Regions from separate parts of the Sus scrofa genome. Here region 1 is linked to region 2. Evidence: chromatin contacts called from public Hi-C data. All regions are on one chromosome and are shown on one strand. The core of a region is the stretch at or near the end of the contact, and the rest is flanking DNA. Distances in the headings are between cores, read along the strand shown. Region 1 holds the start of SOAT2 (sterol O-acyltransferase 2). Region 2 holds the start of KRT8 (keratin 8).

What was found. Hi-C and Micro-C count contacts between places; a contact is called where the count stands out from the background.
Region 1: a Hi-C map of embryonic fibroblasts shows a contact between it and region 2, with 2.9 times the contacts expected there. The contact joins the promoter of SOAT2 here to the promoter of KRT8 in region 2. A contact is called at or near these places in 5 of 47 Hi-C or Micro-C datasets (embryonic fibroblasts, epiblast stem cells, liver and 1 more).

The regions. Positions count from the first base shown.
Region 1 is chr5:18,355,705-18,362,653 of Sscrofa11.1, reverse strand. SOAT2 (sterol O-acyltransferase 2) reads right to left here and starts at 3,713. Exons shown (of 15, transcript XM_021091697.1): 1 at 3,409-3,713; 2 at 2,401-2,456; 3 at 1,786-1,922; 4 at 1,430-1,489; 5 at 967-1,074. The coding sequence starts at 3,529. It overlaps IGFBP6 (insulin like growth factor binding protein 6), which reads right to left. Exons shown (of 4, transcript NM_001100190.1): 2 at 6,810-6,949; 3 at 6,532-6,651; 4 at 5,434-5,752. The coding sequence ends at 5,630.
Region 2 is chr5:18,178,526-18,185,702 of Sscrofa11.1, reverse strand. It overlaps KRT8 (keratin 8), which reads left to right and starts at 5,426. Exons shown (of 9, transcript NM_001159615.1): 1 at 5,426-5,835. The coding sequence starts at 5,488.

The DNA of each region.
Region 1 (6,949 bases), core at 2,464-4,963, 180 kb before region 2:
AAAAAACAATGGACCTACACAGATCTCTAAGATGGGTCATTAGGGAGTGAAAAGGAAACAATAGGTACAGAAAGTGTCTTATTAATGTAGACTTCCACGAAATACATCCTCCTGGTTTTTATATACATCTGGATGTGGATGCATGGAAACTGCCCTGGAGGAAAACTCAAAACCGTAAAAAATGTTATCTCTGGGGGCAGTCTGGAATGGAGGGGCTGGTCAAGAAGGACGGTCACTTTACAGGTATTTGCTTCTTTCACGGAGATTTGTTCCGTAGCATATTCGTGTAATTAACAACAATTTCACCAAATTTTACCAAAGTGCTTTGGCTGAACCTGTAGATCCTTGGTCCTTTTTTCACCACTTCTTAAGCCATGTGTGGTGTGAGGTGGGGGCCATGCACATCCAGACCCCCAGGGGTCTACAGCCCCCTGAGGCTCATCTCTAGAGTGGGGAGGTGCTTTGTGGGGGAAGCGATCCACCAAGGCACTTTCGTGTTGTGTCCATCTTCCTCCCAAGATGGGGAGCGCCTTACACCCAGGGTGCAGGTAGCCCCTCAGCTCTCTGCCCCCCACGGCTGATACTTAGGACAGTCTCAATGAAGCTTATCTGAACTGACCAGTGCTGACTTGGAAAGGGGTGTGGGAGAGGACGGGGCGGGCCAGTGTGTTTATATGTGCACATATATCTGCCTTAGGACGAAGGTCCAATTGAGAAGTATTTGAGTGCAGTGCAGTGTCCCCAGAGGGCGGACCCTGGGAAGACAGACCAAAGCCCATGCAAAGCTATGGAAGGAAGAAGTCCAAGAGGGCCTTTGGGGTGGGAAGGTTGTCGGAAGCCATGTTGATGCATGTCCCGTAATCCGAAGGGGCCTGTGCTGTCTCGGGCCAGTGGCTGGTAGAGCGCTAGGGACCCAGGTGGCCGGATCTGATCTGTGTGTCTATTCGGAGCGGGAACGGTGCCTACCTGCCCTCATCAATGAGGTCGATGGCCAAGGTGCTGATGATGAAGACACACAGGCCGGCAATGAACATGTGGTAGATGGTCCGGAAATGCTGCACCTCCATCAGCTCGCTGGAGGGACAGGGGCCCGAGGGTCAGTGGGAGACTCCTCAAGTTCATGCACACCAGCTCAGGCACTGATACCTGTGGGGGTGGGGCCTAGCGGTTGGGAACTTCTAGCTCAGGGCTGGGATATGGCTGGGACGTCTGTCCAAAGCCATTTCTAACCCGGACCCTTCTCATCCTGATGGCCTTTCTTCCACAGTCATACGTGGGGCAAATGGAGACACTGAACCTTAGAAGCCACCTCCAAGCCCTCCCCCAACCCCCCTAGAGCCTGAGGATGATAGATGGGGTGTCTTGGACCGTCAGCCAAAGCCCTTTCTTTTCTTCCCCTCCCCCTCCCCCTTCTTCACCCCTGACTTACTCAAGCAGGGACTTGCGGATGATGAAAACTTTTCGTTTCCCCAAGGATGGCTCCCGGGTCCTGAATTGACACAGTTGTTCTGGGTCAGGACCCAAAGGGAGAAGGCGGCGGGCAGAGGGCAGGGCCTTGCAGAAGGTCCATACTTAGGAGCCAAGGGCACTAGTAGCAGAAGGTGAGGGTTAGGGCCAGGGGGCAGGACCAGCTGGAAAGGCAGTGTCAGGAAGGCCGAGGCGATAAGAGGAGGAGAGGAAAAGCTGAACTCGGGGTCACGTGAGATGATGTCTGTGGCTCATAATCCTTACGGTGGAGGAGGCTGCTTAACTGTTCCCCAGCCCCCTGGCCCATCAGACGCTTACTTGCTCAAGGACCCTGCAGGGATGGAGGGCATCGGGCCGCCTTGTGGTGGGTAGGATTGAACAGCCTCCCACATGGCTCGATCCAGCAGCTCGGTCAGCTGGCCCTGCGCCTGCTCCAGCAACTGCGTCTTCACAGCCTATGAGACAAAGCAGGGCAGAGCCCACGGTCCCTCCATCCAGTTAGCCATCCTCTCATTCACCAGACGTTTCCTAAGCCTCCTTCTACGCCAGGCACGTTGCTAAGTGCTAGCGATGGACCGATGACAAGTACGGTTGCCGCCCAGAGGTTCCCCCCAAACTCAACTCCCTCTGGCTTCTCAGGGCAGCAGTGAGGATCCAGGAAAGATACTCCCAGTCCCTGGGTCTGAAACCCAACCACTGCATTATCTCTGACCCCACTCTCTTCCCTGTCCTGACCTCTAGCCCTGCCATCAGAAGACTGTTCACAGGCTGACTTTGGACCCCTGCCCTGATAACCTGCCTTTCAAACTCTTCCGTCTTAACCCCGGATCCGCGAGGGCTGAACCCAAAAACAAATTGTCTTTATCACCCAGCCAGTCCCCACCCCTTCCTCCCTTTACTCTAGGACCTGTCCATGTTGACCTCTGACCTCACCTGCATATGCCGGGTCCATTGTACCAAATCTGGGCCTCTGTGTGTCTCATTGTTTCCTAGGAGATGGGGTCAAAGGGGAAGAGTTAGGGTTCTGTTGCCTTGTGCAAACCCAGAGGCATCCTGTGTCCAGGCAGTGCTTTCTGTGTGCTCAGCAGCCTCCCCGCCTCCCAGCCAACAGTCAATATCTAGTATCATCAGAGGGGGGTGGCAGGCAATCAGAAGGGGAAGTTTTCGTTTGTTTGCTTTTTGCTTTTTAGGGCCAAATTTGTGGCATATGGAAGTTCCTGGGGCTAAGGGTTGAATCAGAGCTGCAGCAGCCAGCCTACACTACAGCCACAGCAACACCAGATCCTTAACCCACTGATCGAGGCCAGGGATCGAACCCACATCCTCTTGGATACCAGTCGGGTTCTTAACCTGCTGAGCCACAATGGGAACTCTGGGGAAGTTATTTTTGCAGGGGGATGAGGAGGCCCCTGGCAAGCAAGGAGCCTGATCACATTACTAGAAACGGGGACCCAGGGAGCAGGAAGCTATTCTCGCTCTCTCTCTTTTTTATCTCTTGTCGCTTTAGGGCTGCACTCGCAGTATATGGAGGTTCCCAGGCTAAGGGTAGAATCAGAGCTGTAGCTACCAGCCTACGCCACAGCCACAACAACTCAAATCTGAACCACGTCTGCCACCTACACCACAGCTCAGGGCAACGCTGGATCTTTAACCCACTGAGAAAGGCCAGGGATCGAACCGGCATCCTCATGGATTCTAGTCGGGTTTGTTAGCCTCTGAGCCAGAGCGGAAACTCCAGGAAGCTATTCTGATCACCCACTCAGGTGAAAGAGTCAAAAAGATACGGCAAAGCACTGAATATCCCTTCTCTCCTCCCCTCCCCAACTGGCTCGTTAGGTGGCAGAAGCTGGGTCGTTAGGGGGCAGAAGCTGGGTCTGTCCCAGAACAGCAAGAAGGAGTGAAGATAAACAGCAGGAGCCCCCTCTGACAGCGTATGCCCACCTCCAACCCCACCTGGGCGATCTGCACTCCCAGATCGGGGCTCCCCTTCTCTGCAGGGCTGGTCCTCCTGCTCTTTTCCTAGCCCTCCTCTCTGCCGCAGCTGGGCTGCCCTGGGCTCCATGATGTGTCTTCACCAGGCAGTGGTGGCCAGTGAGCGTTCCCTCCCTTCCTTCAAGCTTGCCTGGCCACGCTCTTATCTCCCTCGGCTCCTCTAACAGCTCCAAAGTCCTTTCAGGAGGAGGGGTTTAGAGGTTATCCAGGAAGTCAGCACCATCTCAGCCCTGGCTCCGCTCTGCTGGCTGTCACAGGCATGGACACAACCCCCCAACAAATAGCCCAACCTCCGCCCATGGGCCCATCTCCCTCCCACAGGAATGGTGGGCTCTCGACACCCATGCAAGTCGTGGGGAGGCGACCTCGCCTCTCTGAGGCTTATCACCTGGCCTGGCATCCTTCCAATCTCTTTCCAGTAGGCTGAAGGTCAGGAAGGAGCCAGAAATATCTGCAGGGATCGGTGCTCTCAGCTCCCTTAGACCATGATAAGGTGTGTGCAAGAAACTTGCTGATGACTCTGACTCTTTGTGTACGTGGGGTTTCTATCCTGATGAGCTTGGCACCTGTGACAACAGGTGGTGCCGTGGCCCCTCCAGGAAGTGCTAGGTACCAGGGCCCCTTGCACAATGGCTCCTCCCTCCACCTGCTGAGCTTAGGCGGTAGGCCAACAGGAGGCAAAACAAGCACTTATTCAGCACCTGAGGAATACCAGGTGCACTTATTCAGCACCTGAGGAATACCAGGTGCTGTCACATATGGAAGAACCAGATTTAAATCCTCCCTCGTTGATCATTTACTGGCTGTGGATCTTCAGGCAAATAACCCATATAGTTTAAGCTACGGGTTTCTCCTGTGAAAAACAGGCACCAGTCTCTACCTCACGGGGCTACTGTAAGCACCAACTGAGGTAGTCCAAGGAAAAGCAGGCAGTCCAGGGCCTGGTTCAGGGCAAGAGCTCAATAAATAATAGTTTCCTTCCTACCTTAGAAATCTATACATAGAACTTCCATATGACCCCGCAATCCCACTCTTGGGCATCTATCCGGACAAAACTCTACTTAAAAGAGACACGTGCACCCGCATATTCATTGCAGCACTATTCACAATAGCCAAGACATGGAAACAACCCAAATGTCCATCGACAGATGATTGGATTCGGAAGAGTGGTATATATACACAATGGAATACTACTCAGCCATAAAAAAGAATGAAATAATGCCATTTGCAGCAACATGGATGGAACTAGAGAATCTCATCCTGAGTGAAATGAGCCAGAAAGACAAAGACAAATACCATATGATATCACTTATAACTGGAATCTAATATCCAGCACAAATGAACATCTCCTCAGAAAAGAAAATCATGGACTTGGAGAAGAGACTTGTGGCTGCCTGATGGGAGGGGGAGGGATCGGGAGCTTGGGCTTATCAGACACAACTTAGAATAGATTTACAAGGAGATCCTGCTGAATAGCATTGAGAACTTTGTCTAGATACTCATGTTGCAACAGAAGAAAGGGTGGGGGGAAAAATGTAATTGTAATGTATACATGTAAGGATAACCTGACCCCCTTGCTGTACAGTGGGAAAAAAAAAAAAATAGTTTCCTTCCCCTTGAGAGTTCCTCTTTGTTGGGCTCCTGCTGGGGATTAACTATTAATCCTTCCTCTCCCTTTGTGTCCAAAGATCAGTCTTAGAAACAAGGTCAGGACCTCAGACCAAGGCCATGGCCTCTCCCTGCCCCCACCTTCGGCCTCTCCCTCCGTGGTGGTGGGTGGTTGGATGAGACGTGAGGCCAGGAAACCTCTGCCAGTGGCTGTCCCTGCCATTCCAAGTGTGGTGGGAAGGACCAAATGCAGTCCACAGGAGAAGAGGGTGGCTGCGGGGGCTGGATGGGATGGGGGTGATGTAGGGAGGAGGGACAGCGACTCCAGAAATGTGGGAGGTGAACACAGAAGAGACATAAGCCAGAGACCCCAACACGGCTTTATTAATACCCCACGCCAACACCAACAATCTTTCCATGCGTGAGGTCCTGGGGTGAGGGGGACAATGTGGCAGGGCCAGAAGGTAGAGTGCTGGGCCTCCGAGTTACTCATCACTCAACAAATAACCCAAGATGATGGCCCCACGCTCCTGCCGGTGGCCCTGCAGCCTCCCACCCAGCCTTAGCCGCTGCTCCCGGAGGGGCAGGGGGCGTTTCCATCACCATCTGGGGACCCGGCCAGGGGCTGGCCCATCCGATCCACACACCAGCAGGGACCTCGGCGCTGTCCCTGGGAGGAGCGGCACTGGAGAGAGAGGCGCAGGGATCAGAGGTTTGGCCAAGGCTCTGGCAGGAGGGAGGGGAGGGGCCCCATGGGTTGGGGATTCTCCTTGGACTCCTGAGCCTGGGTCGTAGTCTAAGTCTGAGCCTTCTCAGGACAGGGAGGCCCGCTGGGTTCCCTCCCTTGGCTTCTCTTCCCCACCCACCAAACTGTGGCCATACTTCTAGGCCAAAAGAGCAGTTCTCCAAGCGTGGTTCCCAAGCATCAGCATCACTAGAGACTGCCTTAGAATGTAAATTCTCATAGTTTCTGCTGTAGCTCAAGGGATCGGCAGTCTTGGGAGTGCTAGGACACAGGTTCAATCCCTGGCCTGGCACAGGGGGTTACGGATCCGGCATTGGCGCAGCTTTGGCTTAGGTTGCAACTGCAGCTTGGATCATCTGCTCTCTGGCCGGGAACTCCATGTGCCATGGGGGCGGCCAAAAAAGAAAAAAAAAAAAATGTAAATTCTCCAGCTCTGCAGGCAGGGCTCAGCCATTTGTGTTCACAGCCCTCTAAGTGGGTTCTCAGGCCCCTCGAGTTTGTGAGCCTCTGAGTCAGGCACTACTTAGGCAGTCTAACTCCTCTCCTACTGCTGCTGTTGGTTATTCTCTATGTCTGTGTGGGCCCTAAAGTTGGGAGATTCCTAAAATAGGGGCTGTGTCTTATTTCTGTCACTCCATAAGCCCCCCACCCCATGCATCCAACCCCAGGTAGGAGCTGGGATGAACAGATGGACCAAGAGAGGAGAGAAATGGCCTCACCTGCCGCTTCCGATAGAAGCCCCGGTGGTCACAATTAGGCACGTAGAGGGTGTGGGCCCCTCGGAAGACCTCGGTCTGGAGTTGCTGCAGCACTGAGTCCAGATGTCTGCGGCAAGGGCCCTGGAAGAAGCAACAGCTCCACTGCAGCGCCTGCTGGCCTCCCCCAACCAGGCTCCCAGGATCCACATGAGTGACTTCTCCAAGCCCAAGGGATCAGTCTCAGATGGGACTCTCCAGGGCTCCCCACCCCTCCTGCTCCTTCCCAGCCCCAAACGCACCATCTCAGTGTCTTGGACGCCCCCAGGATTGGGCCGGGAGGGAGTGGTAGAGGTCCCCGGACTCTTCTGTGGGTCCCTGCGGTTCACGTCCTGCGAGCGCGTGGTCCCTGCTTGGGGCTTACTCTCCTTAGGATTCTCCC
Region 2 (7,177 bases), core at 4,177-6,676:
ATGAGGGTGTGAGGGTGGAAAGGCAGGTGGGAGACCTCCTCATCTTCAGGCTGTCAGGCTCTTCTCCTTTCCTCTTCAAGAAGGCTTACCTTGTTAACCTTTCTCCCCTTGCTTGTTCTAATTCTTCCTCCTCCTCCCCTCCTCCTCCTTCTTCTCCTTTTTTTTTTTTTTTTTTTGTCTTTTTGCCATTTCTTGGGCCGCTCCCAGGGCATATGGAGGTTCCCAGGCTAGGGGTCGAATCGGAGCTGTAGCCGTCAGCCTACGCCAGAGCCACAGCAACGCAGGATCTAAACCGCGTCTGCAACCTACACCACAGCTCATGGCAACGCCGGATCCTTAACCCGCTGAGCAAGGCCAGGGATTGAACCCGCAACCTCATGGTTCCTAGTTGGATTCGTTAACCACTGAGCCATGATGGGAACTCCCTTCTTCCTCTTCTTCTTCTCCTTCACCTTCTCCTCCTTCCCTTTCTCCTTCTTCTTTTTTTTTGTCTTTTTAGGGCCACACCCAAGGCATATGGAAGTTCCCAGGTTGGGGGGCGACTTGGAGCTGTAGCTTCAGGCCTACATCACAGCCACAGCAATGCCAGATCCCAGCTGCATCTGCAACCTACACCACAGCTCAGGGCAATGCCAGATCCTTAACCCACTGAGGGAGGCCAGGGATTGAACCTGCGTCCTCATGAATACTAGTCAGGTTCGTTACTGCTGAGCCACAATGGGAACTCCGTGTTCCTATTACTTCCAACCACACTTTCTATTAAAATCAAAATTTCGGTGCAGAGAATCTTTGCGTCTGTCTAATCGAAATGCCAAGCTCTATAGTGGTTGAACAGGGACCAAGGCCTGTTGGAGGGTTGGAAAGTAGGGAGGGTTGGAAAGTTCTAGTCCAAACCCCTCCCTACCTGACTGAGGGATCTCCCAGAGTGAACCAGCGGACAGCTGGTTAGTACACCTCAGTCTTGAGACTTCTAGGGACAGGAGCCTGCTGCCTCTCTAGGCAGCTCATTCCCATTCCCATTCTGGCTGGTTTTAATCATCAGAGCCGTGTTTATCATGAACACAAATAGTCACCACTTGCTGAGCATTGACTGAACAGTTTTGGCCTCGAGGCGCATGGTACAAAAAATCAACAATCAAATCAACTTTATTATTCATGATGTGGCTTATGGATGGGTGTTCCCACCATCTGTGGCTTCCTACTTACATGAATTGTTCGTGTCGCCTCCGTGCTAAACTCAGCCAACAATAAGATTTTAAATTGCTCATCTTGTAAGGTGATTTCAGTGCCTTGGAGACACTGCCCTGGGTATTAATGTAGACTCAGGGAACCTTCCTTTCAGCATCTCGACAAAACCTTTCCTTCTATCCCTTGCCCCCTATGCTGCCCATAAAGTCCCTGTTTTATATATGTGGCTAGTTTACGCTTTTGTGGGTTTTCTTTTTTCTTTTTATGGCTGCACCTGTGGCACATGGAAGTTCCCGGGCTAGGAGTCGAATCTGAGCTGCAGCTGCTGACCTATGCCACAGTCACAGCCACACCAGATACGAGACTCATCCCTTACCTACGCTGCAGCTTGCAGCAATGATGGGTCCTTAACCCACTGAGCAAGGCCAGGGGTCAAACCTGCATCTTCATGGACACTGTGTTGGATTCTTAACCCACTGAGCCACAACGGGAACTCCAATTTTCTTTTTTCTAACAGCTTTATTGGGCTATAAGTCACATACCAGACAATTCCACCATTTAGAGTGTACATTTAATGGTTTTCTACTATTTTCACAGGCTTGTGCAACCATCAATCATAATTGAATTGAGAATATTTGTATCAGCCCCCAAAAGAACCTCCCTTCTTTCAGCCTCCATTTCCCACAACTTGAAGGTGGTTTGGCAACCAGAGATCTGCCTTCTGTATGGATTTGCCTATTTTGGAGATTTCATATAAATAGAATCAGGGAATATGTGATCTTCTGTGACTGGCTTGCTTCACTCAGCATGTTTTTGAGGTTTATCCTGGCTGTAGCCTGGATCGGCAATTCATTCCTTTTCAATGAGAGGAATATACCATTGGATGGATCTGTCACTTTCTTTTTTTCTTTTGTCTTTTTAGGGCTGCACCCGAGGCATATGGAGGTTCCCAGGTTAGGGGTCTAGTCTGAGCTGTTGCTGCCAGCCTACGCCACAGCCACAGCAACGCTGGATCCTTAACCCAACGAGCGAGGCCAGGGATGGAACCCACAACCTCATGGTTCCTAGTTGGATTCGTTAACCACTGAGCCACGATGGGAACTCCTGGGTATGCCACATTTTGTTTCTCCAGTCAGTTGGTTGACATGCGTGTCACGTCCATTTTGGCTGCTGTGAATGGTGCTTCTGTGAATGTGGTGTCTTTGTGTCACGGTCCCCATCACTGAGAAGAACTTGTTCAGACCCTCTCTGGCAACGACTGTGAGTGACAACGTAGGGACAAGGGCTACCCTGCTCACCCATCTGGGCCCTCAGCCTTGACCCAGCCGCTGAGGGTCTCAGGGCCACCTCGGAGGCATCCTGTGCCATCACCCTCTGGGTGGAGGGGCGAGTGGCGAGTGTCTCTTCTTCCCTCTTCATTTATTTATTTATTTATTTATTTATCTTTTGGCTTTTTAGGGCTGCACCCGCGGCCTATGGAGGTTCCCAGGCTAGAGGTCAAATCGCAGCTGCAGCTGCCAGCCTCCACCACAGCCACAGCAACGCCAGATCCTTAACCCACTGAGTGAGGCCAGGGATTGAACCGGCAACTTCATGGTTACTAGTCAGCTTCGTTTCTGCTGCACCAGAACGGGAATTCCTCTTCCCTCTTCTGACCTCCACAAGGCAGTTTGGAGCAGAAGAGTCTGGCCAAGCAGTCACCAAAAAACACTTTCCCTTTTGTTGGGTGGGCAGTGGTGTGTGAACCATAGTGGCCAGAGACACCCTTACAAGGAGTGGTCCCTGTGGGCCACCCCAGTCCAGTTTTCTCTTCCCTGGGACCTCCTCCTCCTGCTTCCATCATGGAATCCCAGGCAGGGGCCCCTGGAGAGGGCAGCACCAGCCCGCTGGGCTTGGGGCACAGAGGCATGGGGATGGGGTGGGGGGATTGGCTGGGGTCTCTGGGCAATAGGGAACTGACAAGTGAGAGGCAAACACTTCTGGCCAGGGATTGTTCAGAGCTGCCCAGCAAAGAGGTGAGATCTGGGCCGGCCCTGTAGCCTGAAAACCACAGGGTCCCTTGTAGCCCGATTTGTCCTTCTCTTAAACAAAAGGCACTCCTGGAACCAGGGAACCAGGCGGGTGGGGGCCCAGGGGCTGAGGTTTCAGGAAGGGCTCTGGGTTGCAGTTCTGTGCTCAGGGCTTCAGGTAAGGGCTCTCCCCCAGGTCCCCACAGAGGTGTGGACCACAGTGTGGGGGAGGAGAAGTGGGCAGCGGGTCGTCCTCCCCCTCCGGGGCTGCCAGACCTGTCTGACCAGCTCCTCCCTCTCCCCTTCCGCCTCCTCGGTGCCTGATTTGGCACCGGGCCCACACCCCTCCTTGTGGTCTCAGGAAGGTGAAGCCTCTGCCCTGTGCAGTGTGGGTGTTTGCTGGGGAGGGGGGTCGCTTGCATTCAAATCGATCCTTGGAAAATAAAGCATTGTTAAAGGGGCCGAGAGAGGGCCTGGTACAAACAGGTACTGACTGGATTTCCTTCTGCCTGGTTCTGTGTGGCAGGAGGCCAGAGCCTGGGGAGGGTGGGGAGGAGAGCAGAGGGGAGGGGAGAGAGGGCTGTGGTCACTGTGTCCCCTCCGAGAATCTCTGGGATTGTGTTTCCGGAAGGGACTTCAAAGTGTGTCCTACTGTGTGATCTGGGGGGAGCTTATCTGTGTGTCTGTCTTTTTGGATTTCTGTCTGTCCCCCAAGGTGGGGGCTTCTGCGTCTCACTGTCCCTCTGGAGGGGTCTCGGTGCCTGTCCTCTGCAACCCGTGGTGTTGCCACTGGAGAAAGATGGGGGGGAACCTGCACATCTGCCCTCCGGGTAGGTGCACAGTAAAAGTCACCCTCTTTCCTGGGTTGGGGCTGGGGGCTGGGGGCCGCCCCTCCCTCTCTCCCCCCAGGGAGGGGGGATCTCTATTTAACAACCACCAGTCCCAACGGCATGGCCTGCAGGAGTGTTCAGAGAATCCAGCCCCAGCCATTAGGTAACTGCAGCTGGAATCTCTGCCTCGGGGACCTAAACCTCCTGCTTTCCACCCACAGCCTGCCCCACCTGGCCGCACCCAGGCCTGGGGTGCCTTACTCAGCTCCCCATTCTCTAACCTTCTGCAGGTGCACGCGGTGCCCTGACCCGCTCTCCTTAGTCATTCTCATAATGGGTTTGGTGAGACAGGTGCAGGGACTCTTCCCTCTCCTCTCCCAGTTGGGGGCCTGGGAAGAGAAAGAGAAGGAGGGGCCAGGGGGCTGCAGGTGGACTCGCCATGGGTGCCCCCCACTCTATCCCCCTCCCCCGCAGTCCTGTCTCCCTTCCTGTGATTCACACCGGGGAGCTCTGGGAACGACTCCCTCAAGCTGCAGTGAAAGGGAGGAGATTGAACCCCCCCCATGCAGCTGCCCCCACCTCACCCTCGAACTCTTGTTCATCCCTCTCTGGGCCTTTCAGCAAGGCTCGTGGTGTGCAGCCTGGCCCGGGGGACTCCTGGGATCTTGAAAGGAGACACAGGGTTGTGGCCAGGAAAGGGCTGTGCTGGATCTCACTTTGACTTGCACCTCCAGCCTCGGAGGGAAGAGAGCGTGTGTGTGTGTGTGTGTGTGTGTGTGTTCATTCATTCCGCAGATATTTACCCAGCCTCCCACCCCTGGCATTGCACCAAGTGCTGAACGCACAGCAGTAACTGAGGAGAGACCGGGCAAATGGCTGACCTCAGGTTCAAGGATCCAGAACCTGGATGCCCTGTCCTTCAGCCTGGGCAGAACTTGGTCATCATTCAAAGTGACCAGAACACAGGGTCGTGTCTTTGGGGGGGGGTCCACCCGTTCAGGGGAGACTCAAATGCCAGGGATCCCTTTCCTGCTGCTTCCCGGTCTGAGAATTTCTTTCCCACGAGGGAAGGAGATAAGTCCCAGGAGTCCGGGTTGCCATGGCTGGGCGACCCCAGGCAAGTTCCTTTGTTTCGGGAAACCTGTAGAGGCTGGTAGAGAGCCCTTCCATGTTCACATTCCCGGAATGGCCCTTTCCTGGGCCGGGGGTGGTGCTGGAGTGGGCTCCTGGGAGGGCGCAGCTCTCTGCTGCCCCCACCTGAGTCCAGCCTGTAGGTGGCAGGTGTCAGGTTTGGCCCTGCCCCCTCGGGCCTAGCCACTCAGCTACAAGGCCGATCCCCTCCTTTGGGGCTGGGCTCTCTTGTATAAAAGGCCATCCGGGGAGCTGTCCCCCACCGAGAAGCAGCTCTCGACTCCTTGAATCTCTGCTCCGGCCTACTCGCCTCCTCTCCAGCCTCCACCATGTCCATCCGGGTGACCCAGAAGTCCTACAAAGTGTCCACCTCCGGCCCCCGGTCCTTCAGCAGCCGCTCCTACACCAGCGGGCCGGGCACCCGCATCAGCTCCTCGGCCTTCTCCCGGGTGGGCAGCAGCAGCAGCAGCTTCCGGGGTGGCCTGGGCTCTGGCATGAGTCTGGTTGGAGGTTACGGTGGGCCCTCAGGCTTGGGAGGCATCACAGCTGTCACAGTGAACCAGAGCCTGCTGAGCCCCCTTAAGCTGGAGGTGGACCCCAACATCCAGGCCGTGCGCACCCAGGAGAAGGAGCAGATCAAGACTCTCAACAATAAGTTTGCCTCCTTCATCGACAAGGTGAGAGCTCCCCCTGCGTGGCTGGCTGTGCCTGGGGCCCCGTCCAGGATCCCAGCCCTTTCTCTTGGTCACCCCACCCTTCGTGGGCACATCTCCAGGCCCCTACTACTCACCTTCCGCTGGGCACCACCCACCCTGGCAACACTTTCTCTTCCAGCTGAGAACGCCGCCCTGCCGGGTGTACTTTGGTTTGGGCAGGGGAAGGGCTGCGGGTGGGGCGGGGTCTGGGCGGCTTCTGACCCTCAATCTCGGGGCTCCTTCCCTCCCTGGCCCACCTCACCCCAACAGAGGGCTGACCCTCTGTAAAGCCTCCAGCCTGGTAGACTCCCAGCTCTTCAGCTGTGGGCTGGGAGGGGAGCTCACTCTGCTTCCCTAGCGCCACCTCAAGGGCTTCCCAGTGGGGCCCCTGTGCTTCAGTTTTTTTTTTTTTTTTTAAATAAACAGAGGTTTGATAGGATTCTGGGAGAAGGAAGCAGGTGTCTTGATTCAAACAGGCAAATATTGATCGAGGCCTTTGGCGTCTCAGGGCCCCAGTGTGGGGGGCATCAGTAAGACTCATTCCTGGGCCGGGCTGGAACCGGCCGTGTGGGTGGGGTCGGGCGGGGCAGAGACCCGCCCCTACCGTGGGGTGAGGGGCAGAGGCCCGAAGTCCTGGAGATCTGCCCCTCCACCTGCCGAGCTCATAGCATCTGGGGTTGCGTGGGTGTGTCGGAGTGGGGTGGGGGGACGCCAGGGGCTGGCTTCAGGAAAGCCCATCCAGGATTCAAAGTCTGCGGGGCGTGGGACACCCCACCCGGGTTTCACGTCCCGTTAAACTCCGGAGTTTATGGCTTCAGATAAGGCGTCTGTCCGCCAACGCCCCTCCCCGCTCGGCCCTTGTCCCCTCTCACTGTCCCCTGCCCTGGCTCCGCCCCAAAGGCTTGGCTCCACTCTCCCAGGTAAACCTCCAGGCCGGGTTTTGCAGCCTTGGGGGGTTTGCTGCCTCAGGGGCCCCAGGGCTCCCAGCTCCTGGGAGGACCGGCCCCTCCCTGCTGGCTGGCTCCTGGGAGGCCTTGTGGGAGCGGAGGGAGGGAAATCCTGGGGCAGATTTCAGCCTTTGGGAATTGGAGCCTTCCCCCCCTCCCCCGACCAGGAAGCCGGCCTCCCGTGGTTTGGGGAGGGCTTGCTGCCGCCTTGGTTTTAAACACCCTTGACTCCTTGACTGCCTTTTGCAAGCTCTGGGGTCCCAGTGAGTAGGTAAGCACAGGCTGAGCCCCAAGTCCTGGTTCCCGTGCCCTGCCCTTTCCTTTGATGGGCTACTTTGCTAAATCTGATTTCCTCATCTGTAAAATGGGCACACTGA